Regions from separate parts of the Macaca mulatta genome. Here region 2 is linked to region 1. Evidence: chromatin contacts called from public Hi-C data. All regions are on one chromosome and are shown on one strand. Each heading gives the region's core, a stretch centred on a gene start, on an enhancer-like site or on the middle of the called end of the contact. The rest is flanking DNA. Distances are from core to core; before and after follow the strand shown.

Region 1 (6,515 bases), core at 2,288-4,787:
TATAAAGTTTTCAGATGAGGACTTGAAGTTTTATAAGTTGGAGTCACATTTGATTCAAACCATCTGTTTAATGGGAAGCTGAACCCAGCATTTTTTTTCATACGTCTCTCACAGTATTCAATAATTCAGTGTTGGTCGGGCACGGTGGCTCACGCCTATGATCCCAGCACTTTGGGAGGCCGAGGCAGGCGGATCACCTGAGGTCAGGAGTTTGAGACCAGCCTGGCCAACGTGGTGAAACCTCATCTCTACTAAAAATGCAAAAAATAGCTGGGCATGGTGGCAGGCGCCTGTAATCCCAGCTACTCGGGAGGCTGAGGTAGGAGAATTGCTTGAACCCAGGAGACGGAGGTTGCAGTAAGCCGAGATCGCACTACTGCACTCCAGCCTGGGCGACAGAGCAAGACTTCGTCTCAAAAAAACAAAACAAAACAAAAGAAAAAAAACAAAAACAATTCAGTGTCATAAGTATTTGTTGAGGGCCCATGGAGTGCCAGGCACTGGGGTCACAGAAATGAATGAAACAGTCGTCCCTGTTTTTGAGATGCTATGATTCAGTGGAAGTAAAACTTATGTGTTTATGTATGTTTTCCTCCCCATGATTGTGAGGTCAATGTCTGTAATTTACGAGACTCTCAGTTGCCAGGGTTGAGCATTGTGTCAATCCATTTTTTTAGATGAAGTGAATACATGAAAGAGCTCACAGTGATTTACTGAACATGGCTGCTGAAATGTATAACATTATTGTGCATTATTGCTACTGTGATATGCAGATTTATATTGCAATTGCCTCTGGATTCAGAAAAACACACTTCACAGTGAGGTAGCAACCAAAACTGTGGCATTTAGAAACAACAAAAATGCTGGAATAGCTGACAAACACAGGCTATTTTGTTCCCAGGGGCTTAAAATCGGTTTTTAATATGATGAAAAGGTAGCTATTATGTGACATAGGAAGATATTGGTATGTTAAGCATGAACATATATTTTCAGTTTTCTCTGAGTTGGTCATAAAATGACACTGGCAACTTCATCTTTTAATTAGGCAGATATTGTAGCAAGTACTTTGGGGATCACAAAGATGAACAAAAGGGCTCATCCAAAGAAAGCTTAAAACCTAGTGGTGCTGGAATTCTTGACCAGTCACATATGGTGATCTTGAATCTCTTGAAATAGTATAGATGCATGTGTAGGTGCATTTTTCTGAGGAGAACTTTCATCACATTGTCCAGTGGTTCATGGACATAATTACATCCCTCTACTACAGAAGTTCTTAATCTGCCAAAAGATAAAGAACTTCTGTAGTAGAGGGCTATAATTATTTAAAGAACTACACCATATGGGAATCATAAAGAGCCTCAGGGGTTTAAATGAGGAGCAAAACAGGTGGCAACACTGAGTAGTTTCATTATAAAATCCTTGACAATTTTGCAGGAGAAAATTTATTTGCGCTAGTGATAAAAACATTTTTCATATTTAACATTAGTTATTTTTTCTATGAGTTACTTGTTCTTCTTTTCCCATTTTTCTCTTTGTGTCTTAGGATTTTTTTCCTAATGAATTAACTGCTTTGTATCCTGATGGCATTAACCTTTTTGATGTTATACTTTTGGTAGACCTTTTCGGTAGTTTGATGAGTGCAAAATACTTTTGTGAATTTTTTACATGCGTAATTTTGTATTTTTATCGTCAAGTCTTTATATCTTTTTTCTTTGTAATTTATAATATTTAACTTTGTTTGAAACCCAGAGATAAGATATTCATGTAAATATTCTTATGATCTGTGCTGCTGGTTTTTCAGGCAATTTATATGCTTTCAGGTGTCTTCTTCAGACCAGGTGAAGTATTTGTATTATGTATTTGATACAGAGAGGAAGAAATGAGGTGAAGCTCTGCTGTCATACTACTGGAATTAGTATAGTGAGATCGTTAGCACAGTGGGGCCTGGAGAGTTTCTCTGGGTTTGAACATGGCTCTGACATTATGTGTCCTTTTGACTTCATTTAACTTCTCTGTTCTTCAGTTTCCGTATCTAGAAAATAGGTTTAATATAATAACTTTTGGGAGACCGAGGCGGGCGAATCACGAGGTCAGGAGTTCGAGACCAGCTTGCCAACATGGTGAAACCCCGTCTTTACTAAAAATACAAAAATTAGCTGGGATTACAGATCCCAGCTACTCGGGAGGCTGAGGCAGGAGAATTGCTTGAACCCGGGAGGCAGAGGTTGTAGTGAGCCGAGATCGCTCCACTGCACTCCAGGGTGGGCCACAGAACAAGACTCTGTCTCGGGTAGTGGTGGTGTGTCGGGGCGGGGGGGCGGGGGGGAATAGCCTATCTTAAATGGTTGTGAGAATAAAATGAGTTGATATGTAAACCACTTAGAACAGGTCCTGGTATAAAGTCAGTGCCAGCCACAGTTTAGTCCAGGCTGGGTAGATGCTCTGAAGCTTGAGACTGTTTCAATGTACTTTGCATTTCTAAGAACATGAACATTTCAAAACATTCAGTTGATCGCCTAACGACTACCTATACCGGAGCCTCATTCCAGCACATTTGTAAGCAAGGCACGCCTCCTAGAGGCCACGAGTGAAGTTAATTTCTAGTTCTCGAAAATCTTACAGACAGAACTGGTGTGGTGGCTCTGACGGTGGCACCGCTTGTGAGTCTGCAGTAAGACATCTGGAAAGCAAGCGGCACGTCCGCGTTATCTACAGTGCTTCCACTTCTTCCACCCTATCTTCCCTCCGAGGCTGGGTTCTTCTAATTCCTGTAGACTGCAGAGCGATTTCTGCGAATGTTCATTCTTTCATTCATTCTAGTTCATTCCACAGATAATTCAGCCGCGCGCTTACTCTGTGCGAGGCATTGCCGGGGAGCGGGGAGGGAACTGAACGTGGAACCTGCCAGTAGGATCTTGCCGCCCAATCCGAAATTCAAACTATGTATTGTATGTAGCTAATGATGATCTTGTAACTTGTTTCCTCATCTGCCAAATGGGGGTAATACGACCGTATAGGACCTTAAACGTCGCTGAAAGATTAAACGAGGGGAAAAAAGAGCCCTTAATAGTGAGCTAGGTGCAAAAAGGATCCTAATGCTTTTTTTCCTCATTCCTCCCCAGATTGAAAGTGATGAGTGCCAGCTCTGCGGGTTAAAGCGCCATATTCTCCTCAATATACGGAATATTTGTTAGTGTCCCCAAACGAACTTACATTGGTTCAATTTTCGGCGTATGGGAGTTTTCTCCACTAGCATTCAGCACCCCAGTTTCAACCGTTAAAAGCTACCTACTCCACGTACGGGAAATGCATCTTAAAATTTGGAAAAAAGAAATCCCCAAAACATTGACATCCAAACATTTTAAAGCTGCCAAAGTCCGTGAAACGCCTTGAGCTCCCAGACGCGCTTCACTGAGCATGCCCAGAGCCCCAGGCACAACCCCCTCCAAGCGGCCGAGGGGAGGTGGGGGAGGGCGGGCCTTCCGTGCTAATCGCTTCCGCTTCCGGTTTCATATGAACTCTCCCGCCACCCGGGAGCGGTAGCTGTCAGCGTTTGTGTTTCCCCGAGTTTGAATTCTTGCAGGTAAGGGAAACTCCCGCGAATTTAGGACAGAGAGCAATTCTGTTGTTGAGGCTTGCAAGTCGACAGAAAGGAGAGACGGATCACTTTGCAGGCAGCAGGAGCAGAAGGACAAACTTGGCGGGTTGAGAGTAGTGGGTATTGGTTGATTGGTTGGGGCAGACACTCAGGTACCAGGGAGGAGTTGGGGGCAGATAGGTTTGCTAGTGGAGTGGGCAGAGGTGTTGGGGATGGAACTTTTATAAGGCACTTGTGGATGTTCCCGAAAAGGAGTTCCGAAAGACAGTTGTTCTGTTTCCCAGAGTCATAACAGAGAAAGTGAGTAACTGGACCCAGTCCATCAAGTGAGACCCTCATTTAGCCAGAACCTACAGCACTCTCCTCTAAGTTCAGGATTGCAGACCACGTAAAACCTTATATTAACTCTTGGGATCGTAAAGATCCAGGAGCAGTGACACACAGGCCTGTAATGAGCAGGCAACATCACCTGACTTTCATGTTGCTGAAAATTAGGATCACCACCTGCGTCTGCTCTAGCGCCTCTCCCACCCCCATTACAAAATTATTATAGGTGTATTGTAGAAAATCTGGAAAAGAGAGAAGGACATCACCCAGGAATTGCCACTGCTAACATTTTGTGCATGCCTTCAAGTCCATTTTTTTTTTTCTGTTTGTGTAATTATTTTTTCGTGTTTTCTTTTTCCAACTTTATTTTCCATAATTTTATGCTTTTTATATGCTTCCTTCTAAGGTGACCAAGATGGAGTTTTCCAAAAAAAAGTGGAGGATGCCGAGATTGGCAGGTGACCAGAGGAATGCTTCCTACCCTCATTGCCTTCAGTTTTACTTGCAGCCACCGTCTGAAAACATATCTTTAATAGAATTTGAAAACTTGGCTATTGATAGAGTTAAATGTAAGTACTATTTAAATTAGAATGTATATATTCTTGAGAAACTTACTTACCCTTTGTGAGAATGAATGAAGGTAATTTATTTCCTTCATTCAGCAATCCATTCAACAAATATTTATTGAGATAATTCATTTCCTTCATTCAGCAATCCATTCAAGAAATATTTGTTGAGGGTTTGGTACTCATTCATTTATTTATTGTACAGTGCATATTATTGAGTGCCATTATGTTCTAGGTGGCAGGGATTTTGATATGAATAATGTTATTTTTTGTTGAAGTTGTATTCTAGTACATGGAGACAGACATCCAAAATAATAGTCATAATTCAGTATTTTAACTGCTCTAGAAGTAAATGGTGGTGCTGTTGAAACAAAGAAGTGGGAGTGACTGACTTAGTCTGATTAAATAAGCTTCTTAGAGAAGTTGAAATGTGATCTGGACCTTGAAGAATGGGTAGAAATTTTCCAGCAGAGAAGAAGTGAAGAGTTTTTCCAAGCTGACATAATGGCCTATACAAAGGCTTGGAGCATGAAAGAGAATTTCATATTTGAGGTAACAGTAACAAGTTCAGGAATTCAGGGTGGATGGAGAAGTATGGAGGGCATTTTGTGCCATGCTAATGATATGATATCGGGGTGTAAGAAGGATGTGGCCATTGTCCTGGGGGCCTACTTAATCCTCAGTGTGTTGCTAGAGAAAAGAATGGGCTAGACATGAATTGAAACAGAAACACTAGTGTTGTTTTCAGAGTTTATGTTCCAGGATATCCTTGTGGGGAAATCAGAATGAAAGGTGAGACACTGGTAATCATTCTTAGAGGAGCAGGGTAAGCACTGCTAATACAGAGAGGAGGCACTCAGTGCCTGTGTGTTGAATGAAAGAATGAAGACAAGGGAGAAAAGGGTTTTAGAAAGCTTAGCAGTGTCAGATACTTCATAGGGATTAAGACGGTGATTGAAAAGTGTCCCTTGGGTTTGGCACTTGAGGTGAAATGATACGAGCCTGAACTATGATAGTGACAATGGCAATGATAGGAAGGGAGAGAGTTAAGGGATACTGAGGGAGGTAACATGGATAGGATTTGGTGACTGGATATGAGGAGTGAGGGAGCAGATGTGGAGTGGCTGAAGTTCCTGCTTGGATGATCTCATGCATAGAAACTCTGCTGATGGAGATGGGCATGGCAGGAAGAAAAGTAGGAATGAGGGGAGGATAATTAATTTGGATATGCATACCTGTGGGACATGGGGTTTATGTTCCTGAGACAATTAGAAGTTCTTCATTCTTGACTTCAAAAATGCCTCCAGAGAATAATTCATCTGAGGAAAGATTGATAAGGTGCTTTAGGAACCTTTGAACAGTATGTAGCATCTGTTCAGGATGGTTCATTTGGCTGATTGGATGGCCCTTCTTCTTCACTGTTGTGCCCTGTCCTCGGCTTCATCAGGAAAGGAAGGGATGCTTTTTTCCTGTTGAATCTATGCCAAGTGAATGACGCCTGCTGCGTAACAGGCAGCTCACAAATGAAGGATGCAAACAAGGAGTGCCTAGTTTTTTTCCCATACTGACATACTTTTCTGTTCCTCAGCAGCAGCAGCTCAGTACGGGAATGATTATTCACCGTCCATCCCTCTTCCCTGATTGAGAATCCCTGGTATTAGATTATGCTATGAGACATGGATATTTTCTGCACATAGATGGACATTATCATCTTATAAGCATATATAGTTTATATAATGTAGTTACAGGAAATAAACTGGCAATTACTTGTCATATTCTATAAACAAGTAATTATGGAATTGCCCTCCATAGATTTTGTTTTGGATTTAGTTTTAAAACATTATCTTGCATTTGTACCTTTTTTCTTTTTTTTAGTGTTAAAATCAGTTGAAAATCTTGGAGTGAGCTATGTGAAGGGAACTGAACAATACCAGAGTAAGTTGGAGAGTGAGCTTCGAAAGCTCAAGTTTTCCTACAGAGTAAGTAAAAAAGGAAAAAAAGTTCCTTCAGTTTCCATATATGTA
Region 2 (6,515 bases), core at 1,254-3,753, 79 kb before region 1:
TAACAAAGTGTGATACTGGCCAAGGGAAAGTTAAGTAAATCAGTGGAACAAAACAGGCCCAAAATAGACCCTCACAAATAAAGCCAATTGATTTTTAACAAAGATGCAAAAGCAATTCAATGGAGAGAAGACAGTCTTTTCAACAAATGCTGATGGAACAACTGGACGTCCATAAGCAAAAAAGTAAACCTTCACACCTTATACAATTAACTCAAATGGATCACAGATCTAAATGGAATACTTTTATAAAACAATTTTTAGAAGGAGAAAAATCTTGACCTGTTAGGCAGAGTTCTTAGACATGACACCAGAAGATCCATAAAAGGAAAAATTGATACTGGACTTCACCAAAATTAAAAACACTGCTGTCTGAAAGACACTGTTAGAATGAAAAGACAAGACAGACTGGAAGAAAATACCTGAAAAACATGTAACTGACATATAATTTGTATCCAGAACATAAAAAGAACCCTCAAAATTCAACATAAGAAAACAGACCAATTTAAAAATGGGCAAGAGACTTGGCCAGATACCTCACCAATGACTCCATGTGGCAAATGAACACATGAAAACATGTACAACATCTTTAGCCATCAGTTAAAGGCACATTAAAACCACAATGAGATACCACTACACACCTATTAAAATGGCTAAGTCTTAAAAAACTGACACTACCAAATGCTGGGAGTATGTGGAGCAACTACAACTCTCACATGTTGCTTGTGGGAATGCAAAATGACACAGACACTCCAGAAAAGAGTTTAACAGTGTTTTTTTTAAATTAAACATACATTTACCATATGACCCTGCAATCCACTTGTAGCAATACCCTAGAGAAATGAAAACATGTCCATACAAAAAACCTTTACATGGTATTTATAGCAGATTGATTCATAATCACAGAAAACTGAAAACAACCTCAATGTCCTTCAATGGGCAGATGTAGAAACAAACTGTAGCATTTCCACATAATAAAACAGTACTCAGCAATATGAAAAAAAATTATCCATACATGAAACAACTTGGAAAAATCTTAAAGGCATTTTGCTGAGTGAAAAAAAAGCTAATATCCAAAGATTACCAACTGTTATGATTCCATTTCTAGAAAATATTAATAATTGCCAGGGGTAAGTAGTATGATACAAAGGGATCACATTAGGTTTTTTTTTTTCTGTGAGGGCGGGGAGTGATAGATTTGTTCTACATCCTTATTGTAGTGGTGGTTACATGAGTCTAAAATTCGCAGAACTGCACACCGAAAAAAAGATCAATTTTACCATATACTTTTAAAAATAATACATTAATTTCCTTAAAATAAATTTAAAGAGGCCGGGCGCGGTGGCTCAAGCCTGTAATCCCAGCACTTTGGGAGGCCGAGACGGGTGGATCACGAGGTCAGGAGAGCGAGACCATCCTGGCTAACACGGTGAAACCCCATCTCTACTAAGAAATACAAAAAAAAAAAATAGCCGGGCGAGGTGGTGGGCGCCTGTAGTCCCAGCTACTCGGGAGGCTGAGGCCGGAGAATGGCGTGAACCCGGGAGGCGGAGCTTGCAGTGAGCTGAGATCCGGCCACTGCACTCCAGCCTGGGCTACAGAGCGAGACTCCGTCTCAAAAAAAATAAATAAATAAATTTAAAGAAAAAAGCCAAATTAAATGTTAACAGGCAGTCAGACTCTTGCTTTTCAGAAACTACTCCATAGACTTAAAGCACTAGGTCAAAACAATTACGTTCCTAGAAATAAGCATAATTCTGAGTATAATTAAAGACCTTGACAATAATACTTTATATAAACACCCTTTCCCCAAAACTTAACATTTTGCTAATGCAGTCTAATAAATTAGAAAAACAAAGGGTGAGTTAACTCACCAATCAAAAGGTTGTTTTCTCACAACGGCCTTTATTTAAGTAGAAGTACAGTTATATTTGTAAAAATACTGAAAAACTTCTTAGGGTCAATGAAATTACCTGGATGTTAGGAGATATATAAAAACCTAGAGAAGTTAACAGCCCTTTTCAGACCCCACTGCCACTTCACTAGCTCTTGATAAGGAAGTTCTTACTCTCACACGCTCTCACGTTCTTACTCCAGGGAACTGCCGATGGCTCCTCGGATCTCCGAGTAAAGTTAAGTCTGTAGCAACCAGTGTCAATGGAACAGCACAATTTGGCTCATTTATATTCCAGCATTCTATGAGCAAGAAACTAGGGAAGGGTGGGGTCGCGGGTAAAGAGGGGTCGCACTGCAGGGAGAAGAGGAGTCTACATGCCTTGATGGAGCTGAGGACCCTCTTCGCCGTCAAACCTAACCTGAGCACTTCACGCCCTCACCGGTGTCCGGCCCAGCCTGGGTCGCCCCTTCCCCATTCAGGACTTGGGGCAGGCAAAAAGCCGAACTCTCGGCCAGACTGGGGCCGCAGCGCCGCCCCTGCTCCATCCCTCTTTCCCGCCCACCTGGCAATTCCAGGTACCGACCGCTGGGAGCTGGGAGGGGGCGCCGGGCTGGCGCTGCCGCCCACCTTCTCTAGCTGGAACTTGGGATCGATGCTCAAGGGCTGGAGAGCCGGCGCTCGGCTGTTCGAACCCGGGGATGGGGGAGCCGGGCCTGGAGGCCCCTGCCCACTCCCGAGAGTAAGGCACAACCCGGGACCCCGGGGAGAAGCTGACTCTTCCCCAGTGGAGCCGGACGAACCCCTAGCCGCTGGAGAGGGCGAATGAGTGCAGCGTGGCTGCACCGCAGCGCGAGCCGCTACTCACCGTCCCCCGCCCGCCGCGGACCCGCCGCCCGGCGCCACCGGCTCCTCCTGGTCGCGGCGCAACCGCTGCCGCCACTGCCTCCTCCCGACGCGCCGGTTCTCCCTGCGGGGCCGCGCGGCTAGTTCGCACCCTCTTTCGCTCTCTTAAGAATGATTATGATTTTTAAACGAACTTTATTGGTAGCCAGGGCTCAGATTGAGTGGCTCAGCAGCAGCTCCGATGAGGATGGTGGGGCGCGGGAGTCTCGACTCCCCTCATCTGAGGACCCGCCGCGCTGCGGAGCATGCGCCGTGCTTCGTTTGCGCGTGCTCTGTGCAGACCAGCGGCCCTGCCCCGCCCATGTTCTGGCGGGTGGCGGGCGGCAGCTCAGCTTTCCAGGCGCCTCCAAGGGATCCCGGGAGGGCAGTGGAGAGACCAGAGGCGAGCCCGATCTCCTAGATCGTGAACACTAGAAAAGAGAGATAGGCCAATGACGGTCTGCATAAGTTTCACAGAGTTATCACACTTCCAGAGTCCTCAAAGGGCTTGCCCCGCATCGGACACATACCTTATTTTCTTGACCAGATGACATCTTAAGTGGCCGAGTGAGCAAAAAATGTCGAACAAAGTCGAAAACGCACACACACAGCCTGCAGGATTTGGCTGGACAAAATAGAAGCCTGAGATGGTTAATTATTCAGAGAAGCAAACCAAAAACGAAAAGGTCCCGCAAAAGCAATCTCAACTTTGTTTGCTTCAGTTGTTTTTATATTTCAAAATAAAATAGAATAGAAAAAAAACATGGAAAATACCAAGTGTTGGCCAGGATGTAAAGTCACTGCATTCTTCTACTCTGCTGCTGGAATGTAAACTGGAACAACTCCTTTGAACAACAGTTTGGGACTGTCTGCAAAAGGTGCACACCCTATGGCCCCGCAGTTCCACGCCTCCATATAGAGCAAAGAGAAAGGAATACTTAGGGTGCATCGACAGTCAGGTATCAGAATGTTCGTAGCTGCATTTATTGTAATAATTCCTTAATGAGAATAACCCAAAAGACCATCAACAATAGAATAAATGAATGAAATTACACAGGGTTCGCATAATAAAACACTATACAGCAACGCAAAGAACCATCTGCAATAATTACGGGTAACAACGTGGATCAACTGCGGAAACCTAATGCCCAGCATAAAAAGACAACAAAAGTACACATGGCATAAGTCCATTTCTATAAAGTACAAAAACAGAAGAACTAAGCTGCTCAAAGTTAGCATAATGGTTACCTTGGTGGGCAGGGGATAGTGACTGGAAGGAGTTAGCAACTAGAAGAGGGGCTTCCAGTTAGCAACTGAAAGAGGGGCTTCCTTCTAGTAAGGTTCTCTCTGTTGATTTTGGCGCTAGTTATAAAAGCATGTCCATTTGTGAAAATTCATGCTGTACTCTTATGCACATTTTTCTGTATGTGAATTATACTTCACACTTAATAATTTTAAAAATTAAGTGGAGATTGTTTTAATTATAATAGCAATAGTATTTGTAAGAAATTTAATATCAAGTAGCTAACAGATTTATCTCTAGGATTTGGTTGGCAGTCTCTTAAATTTGAGTAACATACTGATGCCCTTTCTGAGAAAAAAAAAATGATTAAAAAGTTGGCAAATGACTTGAATAGACATTTCTCCAAAGAAGATATACAAATAGCCAATGAGCCCATGAAAAGAGACTCAAGGTCACTAATCATGAGGGAAATGCAACTCAAAACCATGAGATACAACTTCACACTCATTAGAATGATGATTATAAACAAAGCAGAACAGAAAATAAATAAGAGTGTTGGCAAGGATGTGGAAAAATTACAACCTTTGTGTGCTGCTGGTGGGAATGTAAAATGGTACAGCCACTATGGAAAATTGTATGGTTCATCAGAATATTAAAAATAGAATTATCATATGATTAAATAATTCCACTTCTGAGTATATATCCAAAAAAATTGAAAACAGGGACTCAAAAAAGACATTTGTTCAACCATGTTTATAGCAGCATTATTCACAATAGCCAAAGGGTGGAAGCAACCCAAGTGTCCGTCAATGGATGAATGGATGAACAAAGTGGTATATACATGGAGTAAAATATTATTCAGCCTTAAAAAAGGAGGGACCCAGGCGTGGCGATGTATCCCTGTAATCCCAGCTACTTAGGAGGCTGAGATGGGAGGATCACTTGAATCCAGGAGTTCAAGACCAGCCTGGACAAATCCTGTCTCAAAAATAAGAGAGAGGGAAATTCTGACACATGTTACAGCATGGATGAAGCTTGAAGACATTATGCGTAGTCACAAAAGGACAAATGCTGTATGATTCAACTTATCTAAGGTACATAGAGTAGTCAAATTCATAGATACAGTTGGGGGGTGGGAAGTGGTTGTGGGGAAGGAAGGGCAGGTGGTGAATGGGGAGTGAGTGTTTTATGTCTACAGTTTTAGCTTTGCAAGATGAAAAAAGTCTGGAGATAGATGGTGGTGATGGTTGCACAATGATGTGAATATACCTGATGCTCTTGAACTTTATACTTAAAAATGGCTAAAAATGATAAATTTTATGTTTTATGTATATCTTGCCAAATTTCTTTTTAATGGGAGAAAAAAAAAAAAGAAAATCCTAGAGGGTCTCAAAGAGTACGTCTGAGATCCAAATTTGAGAAAAACTTCCTGAAAAAGGGTTCTCCCAAAATCATTTCTTTCCTCCCCACTTTTCCATTTCCTTGGGACTGTTGGACATTGAAGGAGATCCAGAATATGCCACCCCAAAATATGCCACTTTGTCATAAGGATTATTTTGAGCTGAAGGCAATTAAGAAACAGCAGAACAGAAGAAACACTCTGCTTTTCCCATTTCTGCCTAAAAGCAGGCTATAAATTTCCCTTTGTGAAGCTGTTCCTCCTCCCCATCCCATACTAGGAGGAGGAGATTCCTATCACCAAAGCACCAACTTGAGTCATATGGCAAACCTTGCAAAATAACCTTTGTCTTCCAATAGTTCCCCTCATATAGTTTAATCGGCCACAATTTACCACCTTCACAAGTCCCACCCCTTTTTCCTTTGTCTTATCACTTCTCCACAATTTATCACCGTTTTAAAAAATGGTATATAAGTTCTTAGGCCTAACTGTTTTTGGGATTTTCACTTCTTTTCTGTGAGGCCCCCCATGTGCATATGAAATAAACCTTTTCTCCTGTTTATCTGTTATTTGTCAATTTAATTTGCAGGCTTCTGCTACTGAACTTACAAGAGTAGAGAACAAGTATTTATCCTCCCTGCAGACATGCTCAGTGCAATTAAAGTCTACTTTTTATTTGACTTGAGGCTGCTCCCAAGGACACAGCAGAGATTCTCATGCTCTCACTGAAGGCAGTGAAATAATGAAAGCCTGCAGGGAAACCTGGCCTTTTAAATCATGTAGTTGTGCTATAGTAGAAATAGCAACAGAATTAACCTAAAAGGGTTTGAAAGAAATTTTACCTGCAGTGACTAGAAATGAGTTTCACAAAATTATTTTAATGAAAACATTCTGAAACGTTAGTTATTAAGTCATTAAATGATTGTTTGAATCTAGTACCTCCACTGACCCAGCAAAAAATGTCCATTTAGTCCCTTGCTCGTTCTTTCATTGTGTCTGACTCTGATGAGCTGAATAGTGTCCAAGGATCATGAATTGTAGCTGAGTTGAAAGAAAAACAGAAAAATCAAAAAATATTTTCTTCCAAGAAAGAAAGC

The links. A called contact is a pair of places that touch in the nucleus more often than the background predicts.
Region 2: a Hi-C map of cortical neurons shows a contact between it and region 1, with 4 times the contacts expected there. The contact joins the promoter of RAB23 here to the promoter of PRIM2 in region 1.

What each region holds. Positions count from the first base shown.
Region 1 is chr4:124,989,387-124,995,901 of T2T-MMU8v2.0, reverse strand. PRIM2 (DNA primase subunit 2) reads left to right here and starts at 3,537. Exons shown (of 14, transcript NM_001266600.1): 1 at 3,537-3,583; 2 at 4,332-4,494; 3 at 6,367-6,470. The coding sequence starts at 4,341.
Region 2 is chr4:125,066,860-125,073,374 of T2T-MMU8v2.0, reverse strand. It overlaps RAB23 (RAB23, member RAS oncogene family), which reads right to left and starts at 2,503. Exons shown (of 7, transcript NM_001261741.1): 1 at 2,478-2,503.